Linked DNA regions of Oryctolagus cuniculus: region 2 is linked to region 1. The links are chromatin contacts, called in public Micro-C maps. All regions are on one chromosome and are shown on one strand. The core of a region is the stretch at or near the end of the contact, and the rest is flanking DNA. Distances in the headings are between cores, read along the strand shown. Region 1 overlaps ZNF362 (zinc finger protein 362). Region 2 has its middle 30 kb from the start of TRIM62.

Region 1 (5,557 bases), core at 1,768-4,267:
CTTGGAAGATGGGCCAGCTGCTGGTTGGTGGTGGCCACAGCCTTAGGACATTCAGCACTGGTTTAGAGCCACGGCATGGACTGCACTGTTGCCAGGGCAGGGGAGTTCTGGCTCACCTGCTGGAGTGCAAGCCAGTGCCCTGGCACCAGGCTCACCCCTCGGCAGCGCCTACTTTACTGCCTGTCCTGTTGTCCCAGGGCAGGGGGCCTGCAGGATTCCCTGCACCTACCTGCTGTTCCCAGTAGGCCCGGGTCTGCCCAGGGCTCTGCCATTTCTCAGAGCAGCTGGACCGTGGACAAGGCATTTCACCCTCCCAAGCCTCAGTTTCCCCCCTCTGTAAGCAGGGAGGGGGAGGGAAGATCCTCAAGGGGTTGCTGATGTGATGTGGATAAAGGCCCCAGCAGGCAGGATGGGGTGCGGCACCCACTCCTTCCGCAGGCCCAGTGGTTCATTCCAGAAGGCCCAAGGCACCTGGAACTCGGCACCTGCTCACTGGGTCCTCTCAGGGGGAAGCCGAGCCCCCAAGTCTGCTCTGAGACACATGACCCCGGGGCTCACTGCAGGCTCTCAGCCCTCACGCCAAGCCACGCCCCCCTACCAGCCTGTCCCCCCCCCCCCCCCCCCGCCACCCCTGGGCCTCACACCGCGGCGGGCTCAGAGTCCAACAGAGGGAGCCCTCACGGGCACTGGCACCCTGCTGGTGACACCAGGGCAAGCGGCCAGCAGGAGCCAAGCGAGAAGAGGACTGTTCCGGGAACCAGGGGACCAAGAAAAGAAAGAAAAGAAAAGAACTTGAGGCTTGGGGCCGGCAGTGCAGAGCAGCAGGTTAAGTCACTGCTTGTGACACCAGCATCTCACATAGGAGCACTGGTTCAAGTCCCGGCTGCTCCACCTCCAATCCAGCTCCCTGCTAATGCACCTGGGAAAGCAGCAGAGGATGGCCCAAGTGCCTGACCCCTGCACCCATGTGGGAGATCTGGAAGAAGCTCCTGGATTCGGCCTAGCCCAGCCCTGGCTGTTTGATGGAAGATATCTCCCGGGCCCTCCCCTCCTCTCTCCCTCCCTCCCTCCCTGTTCCTCTGCCTTTCCAATAAGTAAATAAACCTCAAAAACCAAAAAAGAATTCAAGGGTTGACGGGAGATCAGCCAGCCTCTTGGGCCTTGTCCTTGTGGGTCGCGGCTTCAGTTTCTCAACTCTGCTCTGACCTTGAACTCCAGGACAGGGGAGATGTCGAATTCCCAGCACTTGGCAAGCAGCAGCCCTGGCTGGCACGGGACAGCTCGCTGAGCACCCCGCCTTCAGCCACACTGGCTGCCCCCAGCCAGAGGCACCGCCCAAGAACACCGTCCTCGGGGCGGGCACTCGGCGCATCAGGTGGGACGCCTGCATCCCACGTGGCAGTGCGAGGCTTTGGTTCTGGCTCCACTTCTGATCCAGCTTCCTGCCCACGCACACCCTGCGAGGCGGCAGGTGACGGCTCACGTGCCTGGGCCCCTGCCACCCATGTGGGCGCCCTGGTGAGGCTCCTGGCTGCTGGCTTCAGCCTGGCCCAGCGTGATGACCGTTGTGGACATTTGGGGAGTGAACCAGCAGAAGGAAAAAATGTGCCTGTCTCACTCTGCCTTTTAAAAAAATTAAAAATAAATAAAATTTTAAAAAATCTTCCCTGCTGGTCTCCTGCTGGCCTCCCATTCCACCTGGGAAAAAATGCAAACTTCCACACAGGGGCCCTGCGTGAGCTGAATCTGTTTTTGGTCCCTGCACCACACCAACCGTGCCTGCGCTTACAACCCCATGGGCGACGCTCGGCCAAACAGTCAGCGCCTTGCTCTTCGCGCCTCTCTCCTCCTCACCTACCCGTCCTCCAGGCTCCGTGGAAATGTCCCTGCCCCGGATGGCCTCTCTGTCCTGCCCCTCCCGGGGCACGCGCCTCCTTTGGAGCACTGCTGTCAATCACAGGTGACGTCCCAACCTAGGACACCCTCCAGGCTGTCACAGCTTACAGAGAGGTGGCTAATGGCATTGGCAGGGAGAGGCCAGGGATGCCACTGACCATGCGCAGGGAAGCCCCCAGGTATCCTGCCTGACGTCTGGGATCAGGGCTGGGAACCTGTTGCCATGCAGGGCTGAGGATGGCCGGCCATTGCACGTTTGCACACGCGGTGCCCTGTCCCGTGCCTGTCTCTAGCAGAAGCTCCTAGCCGTTCCCGGGGGCAGCACCGTGTTTGGTTCATCCTGACTCCTAAGGGCCCGGCCCAAGCCTCCATCGCTGCACCGGCAAACGTTCATCAGACTGCAGTGAGCAGCCGACGGCTCTGCTGGCGCCTCCATCGCAGACGAGGAAACAGAGGCTCAGCGGTCCCTACGTGGGGCCTAGGAGGTCTGTTAGGCAGAATATCCGACCAAGCCACTGGGTGTGGAATTCCCATCCAGGGCTGCTCTGGGCCGTGTCACGGGGCCACCTTGTGGCCACGGTGGGGGTTGCAGCTTTCCCTGCCACCAGGAAGGCGCTTGTCTCTCCTGCACCCCTCACCCCACCTCCACCCGGCCAGGCTGTCCCAGGGCCCCGGGAACCAGACTGGGGGCCCTGCCCGGGCAGCTGCAGACGAAGGCGGGAAGCACAAAGCCGGCTCTGCCCTTCCCTGTGACCCTGGGGTGTTGGGGGGTGGGGACAGTGAGCGAGGACTCACCGAGGTGTAGGCCCGCCCGCACATGCTGCAGCAGTAGGCCTTGGCGTGCTTGATGGCGTGGGCCGAGAGGTGGATCTGCAGGGAGGCGGAGTCTGAGTAGGCCCGGTAGCAGTTGGGACACTTGTAGGGCTTGTCCTTGTTGTGCTGGCGCTGGTGAGACTGCAGGGAGCACAGTGGGGTGGGGGGTGGGGGTCACAAGGCAGCCGGGTCCCCCAGCCCAGGGGTCCTGGATCCGCACAGGCTCCCGGCCCGGGGAGGGGGAGCAGGCAGCACTCACCTGGAGGTTGGAGAGCTGAGTGAAAGCTTTTTCGCAGCCAGGATGTGGGCACTTGTAGGGTCTGTCGCCTGTGTGGATTCTGCAACGGGCAGTCCAGTGAGGCAGGGCCCCCCCACCGCCGCCACGGCCTCGGGAGCCCCACGCCGCCCACTCTCCCCGGTGGCCGTGGCAGGAGCTGGGGACCTCGCTGACCAGGTCTCCCGACCCAGCCCCCCAAGGTCCCCGCTCCGCCCAACCCCAAGCCAGTGCCCACACGGAGACCCGGCCCGGCTTCTCCAGAGCACACACGGAGCACGCGGACTCCTGGCTCCGGGAGACCTTCCCCGCTCCTCTGCCTCCCTCCCCACTTCCTGTCCGCTTTCCGTGTCAGGTGCCTGCTGTCCCCCCCCCCCCCCCCCCCGTTCTGGAGGTCTCATCCAGGCTCCACCACTGACTCCCTGGGCAAATCCCTGCACCTGTTTGCTCATCTGTAAAAAGCGTATAAAAATGCAGCTCTCTCCCCGCCTCCTTCCTGAGCTTTGTGAACAACACCCGTCAGGGGCTTAGCCTGGCACTGGCACACAGTTGGCCCTCAATAAACACTGGCCACTATTACTTTCATTCATTCATTCAACATTTATCACATCAGACTCCTGTGCACCCGGCACCATGCTGGGTGCTTGCCAGACATCCGTGAACAAAACAGACACAAACGACCGCCTGAACAAGCAGCAAGAGGCAGCACACGGGTGAACCACCCCAGAAGGTAACAGGTGCCACGGAAACACGGCAACTGAGGCGAGGGACCACGTTCCGGCCTCAAATTTGGACGCTCCCCTCCCCCAACACCCATGCAGGTGGGTCCCCCTCCAGGCCTCCGAGCCTTCGCTCCTGCTGTTCCTCTCCCCAGGAATGCCCTTTGCCCTCAGGCTGGGGGTGGGGGTGGGGGTGGGGGCGGGGGCACAGCCCCCTCCACGCTCAACTCAGGGCTCCTCCGCAATCTCTGCATCTCTCCCTCTCTCCCACGGGCGTTCCACACCCACCAGCCAGCCCAGCTCCCCGTGGGAGTCCTGGGGGCCAGGCCTGCCTCTCATCACCGCAGGCGCCGGGCTGGTGGGGAAGCCGGATGCACCGAGGACCAGGCTGCCTGTTCCCACTGAACATAGTGCGCTTGCCTGCAGCCCCAACTTTCAGGTCAGGTCCAAGCCCCCAACGCTCAGGTCAGAATCTTCTCCTTGTAGGGCATCTTCCCTGGCATCCCCACCCCTGACGGTCACACCTCCTCAGGCAGCAGTGAGCTCAAGATGGCACCAGGGATGGCTCCTGCACTCCCGTGGGCCAGGCCCAGCCCAGGGGCTCCGCGGGCTCCTGCTGCTCTCTCGCCTGGCAGCCCAGCCCCCGTGAGCCCCTCCTGCAGCCTGGCAGCCCAGCCCCTTGCCTCCCCCGGCAGCACGCGCATGCCTGGGGCACTCACTCCAATCCCCTTTCTGCCGCCTCCTAGCTGGGTGATCCTGCGCGAGTGACTCTGCCCCAACGAACCCAGCTCCCTCAGCTCTAAAGTGAGTGTAACAACCCAGCTGATGACAGCTGAGGGACGAAATGACTTATGCGACAGGTGTTCATAGGCTATTGTTGCGACGCCCACTTTCAGTGTGGTAAAACAAATTCTGGCATTAGCGCATTAGTGAAGAGGAAATGTACTCAATATTTAGATAAGATTACTAAGGACTCGTCAGCTTTCACTTTTCTTTCCCAGGTATTAAACTCACATGAGACTGAATGGCTTCAGCCATCTTGGACTTTGCAACTGAAACAATGGCAGATACAATGAAAGCAACATCCCTTGGGATGTCTCCCTCTCCATGACATTTTTCAAATTCATTATCTCTAGTGCAGAAAAACAAACTCAAGCCGGCGCCATGGCTCACTAGGCTAATCCTCCGCCTTGCGGCGCTGGCACACCGGGTTCTAGTCCCGGTCGGGGCGCCGGATTCTGTCCCGGTTGCCCCTCTTCCAGGCCAGCTCTCTGCTGTGGCCCGGGAGTGCAGTGGAGGATGGCCCAAGTGCTTGGGCCCTGCACCCCATGGGAGACCAGGAGAAGCACCTGGCTCCTGCCTTCGGATCAGTGCGGTGCTCCGGCCGCGGCGGCCATTGGAGGGTGAACCAACGGCAAAAGGAAGACCTTTCTCTCTGTCTCTCTCTCTCTCTCACTGTCCACTCTGCCTGTCAAAAAAATAAAAAATAAAAAAAATTAAAAAAAAACAAAACCAAACTCAAGATGTACAGGACTTTCCGGCTATCTCGTCCGCAGGCCGGACACACAGGAGCTCTTAGCCGGGGGACCGTTGTTCAGCTGCTGCTACGTTATTACCATCAGAGCCGAGGACACCAAATGACACCTTCCCCACTATCATCACCATTAGGCGGCTACAGGACATCACGGTCAGGGAAAGCAAAACAAAAACCAAACACACTTTGCTCCCTGCATAAACAAACAAACCAACCAACCCAGACTCCCTCTGTCTCGTGCTGGGTCTGCAGACAGACAGAACTGGGGGCCCATTCCTGTGGTTTACCAACCCCCTCCCGAAGCCACGAAGCCACTTGGTC
Region 2 (5,557 bases), core at 1,660-4,159, 72 kb after region 1:
AGGCTTGAGAAACTGTGTGGATGGCGGAGCCTAAGATCCAGATGAGGAAGTATGGCTGCTTGGGGCATAAAAGTCAAGAGTTCCATTCTGAAGCTACATCCATGCTATGCAAGTGGCATTTATTTGGTGTCTTTGGATTGCAAATGCCAAACTGGCTTAAGCAAAAATGAGAAGTCATTGGCTGACATAATGATGGACAGCTGGATTCAGGCGCCATGGCCGTCATGAAGACACACACTATCTCACTCTCTCCGTTTCCTTCTCTCGTCCCCCTCATCTTCCTCCTCCGGTTTCCTTTTCTTCTCTGCTGGAATGATTGAATCCTTGAGTGGCTGCAGCCGTGCCCCCACCCACAGAGTAGACTGCAGGGAAAGGGCAGCCACCCCAGGGCCTCTCCACCGCACTCTGCTGCCCCATCCGTGCGCTGAGACTGTCCGTCTGCCACTACCTCTAGGACACGGCTTCAGGGCAAGTCCAGGTCTTATTTCTTCTGAACACCCAGCTGAGTGAACTGAGAACTGAGCCAGCTTTGGAGTCAGCCAGTAAGTACTTGGCCCTAACATCTGGGAGCTACTTGACCTTGGACAAGCTGCTTAACCTCTCTGAGTCCTATTTTTCCTCAAGTTTAAACTAGTGATTAGAAACACAGAGCCAGGTGTGGGCGTTTGGCCAAGTGGTTAAGACACTGGTCAGGATGTCCAGGCCCCACATACAAGTATCGGAGTTTCACGGCCAACTCTGGATCCCGACTCCAGTTTTCTGCTGAAGTGGCAGCTCAAGGAGCAGTGACAGCCAAAGTAATGGGATTCCTGCCACCCACACGGGAAGCCTGGGAAGCCTGACCCCGTCTTGACCATCGTGGGCATTTGGGGAGTGAATCAGCAGATGAGAACTCTCTCTCTCTCTCTCTCTCTCTCCCTCTCAAGTAAATAAATAAAACTTTAAAAATATAGAGAAAAGGGGGGCCAGCGTCATAGCACAGGAGGTTAATCCTCCACCTGCAGCGCCAGCATCCCATATGGGCACCAGTTCTAGTCCCAGCTGTTCCACTTCCAAACCAGCTCTCTACTGTGGCCTGGGAAAGCAGTAGAAGATGGCCCAAGCCCTTGGGCTCCTGCACCTGTGTGGGAGACCTGGAAGAAGCTCCTGGCTCCTGGCTTCAGATCTGCACAGCTCCGGCCATTGCGGCCATTTGGGGAGTGAGCCAACGGAAGAAAGACCTTTCTCTCTGTCTCTCCCTCTCACTGTCTGTAACTCTACCTCCAAATAAATAAATATAGAGAGGAGGGCTGACGCAGTGGCGTAGCAGGTAAAGCTGCTGCCTGCAGTGCTGGCATCCCATAAGGGCACCAGTTTGATTCCTGGCTGCTCTACTTCTGATCCATCTCTCTGCTGTGGCCTGGGAAAGCAGTGGAGGATGGCCCAAGTCCTTGGGCCCCTGCACCCACGTGGGAGACCCAGAAGAAGCTCCTGGCTCCTGGCTTTGGATTGACCCAGCTCCAGCCATTACAGCCATCTGGGGAGTGAACCAGTGGAGGATGGAAGACCTTTCTCTCTCTCTGGCTTGACCTCATTCTGTAACTCTTTCAAATAAATAAAATAAATCATATATATATATATACACACATAAAGAGAGAGAGTGAGAGAGAGAATTGGGGGTGGGCATGAGGATTAAATAACATACTACTGAAAAACATCTGGCGTGGGAGTTTGGCACAGCAGCTAAGACTCTCCTTGGGTGTCTACATCCCGTCTTCCAGGGCCCGGGTTCAAGTTCTAGTTCTGCTCTGGATTCCAGCTTCTTTCTGATACACAGGAAGCCTCCCAGCAGGTGACAGCTCAAGAAGGTGGGCCCCTGACACCCCTGTGGGAGAACCAGATTGAATTCCTGGCTCCTGGCTCCTGGCCCAGCCCCCACTAATGCAGGCATTTGGGGAGAGAACCAGCAAACCAAGATCTCTCGCTCATAAACAAAACTGCCTCGCACCATGTAAGCCCCTGTGCTAACAAAGGTTGTAGCACTCCGATAGGTGTGACCTTGGAGGAAGGTGTGGGGAGCTGGCATCTGGGATCCTGGCAGGAAGGAAAAGCCAACTGGAGTGGGGGGAGGGGCAGGTGTGTCTGATGCCCGCTGTGCCACTTCCTGGCCAGCCCCAGCCCAGGCCTGCCAGGCTCCCCACCCACAGCCAGGACACGCTCTGGCCTGTACCCACTCCTCCGCCAGAGGCTGGGGTTTACTGAAGCTGCCTACATTCCTTTGGGATTGATAAGATTCTGAAAGCCACACCCACCACCCACAGCCTAGCCCAGAACCGGTGTGTGTGTGTGTGTGTGTGTGTGTGTGTGTGTGTGTGCAGGGGTGACAGGAGGTCTTCCCGCTCCCTGCCAGTGCCACTCCCATTTACACACAGGCGGGGGTTGTCCCAGCTTCACCGCGCCCCACAGAGCCACAGCTCCTGCAGTCCGTCTGGAGGGGGTTCTCTAACCAGTGTCATTCCTTTCTTCCTCTTGAAACCCCCAGAGGGGACTTGCCCAGACCCCCTCAGCTGCGTGAGAAACGCCCAGGGCCAGAGTGGCTTCATGGTGGGTGGTCCCCCCACTTCTGGCTTCTTCACCTTGACTGTGGCTCCCAGGACTCCGGGTGTGAGACACGGTAGGGGTCGGGGGAAGGCTCAGCCCCGTGGGACCTGCACAGGGGGCTGACCTCTGAGTGTCCATGGAGAGGAGCACGAGGCAGGTCAAGGCCAGAGGAGGCCCCGCTCACGGCCAGCCAGCCCTCTGCCGGGCTGTGCCTCTGACAGTCACAGTCAAAGTCGCCAACCTGACCTCAGCCCTGGGCCCAGGCTGCAGGCCGAGGGAAACTCAGAGACAGGCCCCTGCCTATGGCGGACCCTGGGTTGTCACGACCTCCCACCTGCCTGTTCGGGCCCACCGCTCAGGGGCCTGCTCCCCAGCCTCCAGTTTCCCGCTCCACTGCCCTCACCCTCTGCTGCCTCTGATGAGTCATCCACCCCCAGGCCAGAGTTGTGCCCATCAGAAAGTCATTTTTCCGGTTTGCCCTCCTGAGCTGGGGCCCCTTGGGCTCTGCTCCTCCCCACCCCCACCCCCCATCAGGGAGGGGGAGGGAGCCCCAACGGTGGAAAGGGGCTCCCTTTGTGCCCTAGGATCCAAGGGGAGTTGGGGAGCAAGCGGAGGGCCAAAGAGGAGGGGAGGGGGAGCCAGTACCCTTCCTGAACCTGTGTTGGTGGAGAGCAGCTCCGACCCCTGAGCACACAGCAACCCAGGCTTGCAGGGGGGAGCGGGGAGGGGCAGGAGGTGGGGTGGGGAGGAGAGGTGGTCTGGCTATGATGACGACATGACTTTCCATTGCTGGAAGGATCTGGACTTCCTTCTAGCACTTCCAACCCAGCCCAATGAAGGCAGAACTCATCTGCTCTATGGCAAAGCGGCACCTCCCCTGCTGTCCACCCTGTCCTTCAGGTAGGAGACAGGAAGCCCACCCCAGCCTCCCACAGGTCACCAGGTGCCAGCCTGTCCTGCCCAGGAACAGCTTCTCTCCCCCGCCCCCGCCCCCGCCCACCCCCATGACCTGGTTCCGTCCTCACTGGCCTCCTCCTCTGCCATCTCCCCCTATACAACCCAAAGGAAGAGTCTTCCTTGGCAAGAACACCCAGCAGAGACAGCAGGAACCAAAGCTTCTCCAGCTCAGCCAGTGAGTGGACGTGGGGGAGGTCGGGGAGGCGGCTGGGTGGGCTCCAGCTCAGGGTACACACTCACAAAGCACCCCAACTACTTTGCTCAGCACACTCCGCCTCCACCGCACTGGGCCCATTTTACAGACAAAGAAAGAGAGGTGGTAGGTCGTGGAGGTCGCAGCCTGCTAGCAACTGGGAGGTGACTGACTTCAGAGGGGTTCTCGGTTACTGGTTGGAATTTCCCCCCGGGACTAAGGGGGAGGTAACCCGTACGGGGGCCCTGAAGAGGCAGTGGAGCAACTGGTTCCCCAAGAAGCCCTGTGGAATGTTCTGTGTGCATGTGTCTGCGTGTGCGTGTGTGTGTGTGTGTGTGTGCGTGTGTCTGCAGGCATATCCTGCTCCCAGGCACCCATCTGGCCTGAAAGTGAACCTTGCCCACTGCTGCCCTCCACTGACCAGAGGCAGAACTGCTCCAGTCTCCTGGGACTTCACAGGGGACCTCATTGCTCGACTCCGGTGACCCTGAGAACGCGTAGCAGCTAAGATCAAACCCTTAACATGCAACAAACTCTCAAAAAGCAATTAGAAATAAGCAAATGGATGCCACATAGCAATAGACAAGAGCATCAACAGGCCGTGTCACTAATGCTCCAACAGCCAAATGGCAGATGATCAATTTCACTACTCACCAAAACGACAACAAAAATGACAAGATGCCGTCTTCACCTGTTAGGTTACAATCCGTCAATGCCTTCTTTTAGAAGAGGTGTTGGGAAGTGGGCACTTATGTATCGAGGAAAGTGAGAACTGGTACCAACTTTTGGTGGGGTAGTTGGGCAACATGAAACTTTTCAGAGTTGGTGCTGTGGCATAATGGGTAAAGCTGCCATCCTATAGCGGCACCTGTTTGCATCCCGGCTGCTCCACTTCAGATCCAGCTGCCTGCTAACATGCCTGGGAAAGCAGTGTTAGATGACCCAAGTCCTTGGGCCCCTGCACCCATGTGGGAGATCCGGAAGAAGCTCCTGGCTCCTGGCTTCAGCCTGGCCTAGCTCCAGACATCATGAGCATTTGGGGAGTGAACCAGCAGATTAGCAGATAGATAGATAGATAGATATCTCTCTCGTAACTCTGCCTTTCAAATAAATAAATAAATACATTTTTAAAAATTATTCTAATATTTATATATTAGACCCAACAATTTCAAGTCTAGAAATTTGTCCTCAAAGCACGAAATGATTTATGCTTACAGAAGTTCCACTGAAGCCGTGTTTATGGCCCATCCCTTTAGGGAAGGAAATAGGGAATCAATAATAAAAATAGGATGAAGGGCCAGCATTTTGCCTGCCAGGTAACACGCCTGAGTCCCACAGCAGAGTACCTGGGTTCAGTATCCGGCTTCGGCTCCTGGCTCCCGCTTCCTGCTGGTGCAGACCCTAGGAGGCAGCAATGATGGCTCAAGTACTTGGGTCCCTGCCACCCACGTGGGAGTTGAGCTCCCAACCCCCCAGGCTTCTACCCCAGCCCCAGCTGTTGTAGGCATTCAGGGAGTGAGCCAGCAGACTTGAGCTCTCTCTGTCTGCCTCTCAGATAAATTAATCTATTAAAAACCAAATCATAAAGAAAAAGCTGGGATCTACTCATGTCAATGCGGATGATTTTATATCTTCATGTAAGTTGCATGTAACTATGTAATCAAAATAAATGTTTAGAAATAACACAAGGTGGCTGGCGCCGCGTCTCACTAGGCTAATCCTCCGCCTTGCGGTGCCAGCACACCAGGTTCTAGTCCCGGTTGGGGCACCAGATTCTGTCCCGGTTGCCCTTCTTCCAGGCCAGCTCTCTGCTGTGGCCAGGGAGTG

What was found. A called contact is a pair of places that touch in the nucleus more often than the background predicts.
Region 2: a Micro-C map of ear pinna shows a contact between it and region 1, with 5 times the contacts expected there. The contact joins two enhancer-like sites. A contact is called at or near these places in 3 of 6 Hi-C or Micro-C datasets (ear pinna, psoas muscle and an unstated tissue).

The regions. Positions count from the first base shown.
Region 1 is chr7:139,312,719-139,318,275 of mOryCun1.1, forward strand. It overlaps ZNF362 (zinc finger protein 362), which reads right to left. Exons shown (of 8, transcript XM_070078799.1): 6 at 2,969-3,047; 7 at 2,692-2,850. Among named protein-coding and RNA genes, the nearest start is that of A3GALT2, 19 kb to the left of the region's middle. Within about 2 kb of position 3,018, at least 1 of the 8 cell types and tissues checked has an H3K27ac peak or open chromatin away from gene starts, as enhancers often do. A contact at or near this core is called in ear pinna, where this site is marked.
Region 2 is chr7:139,384,747-139,390,303 of mOryCun1.1, forward strand. No RefSeq gene overlaps it. Among named protein-coding and RNA genes, the nearest start is that of TRIM62, 30 kb to the right of the region's middle. Within about 2 kb of position 2,910, at least 3 of the 8 cell types and tissues checked have an H3K27ac peak or open chromatin away from gene starts, as enhancers often do. A contact at or near this core is called in ear pinna, where this site is marked.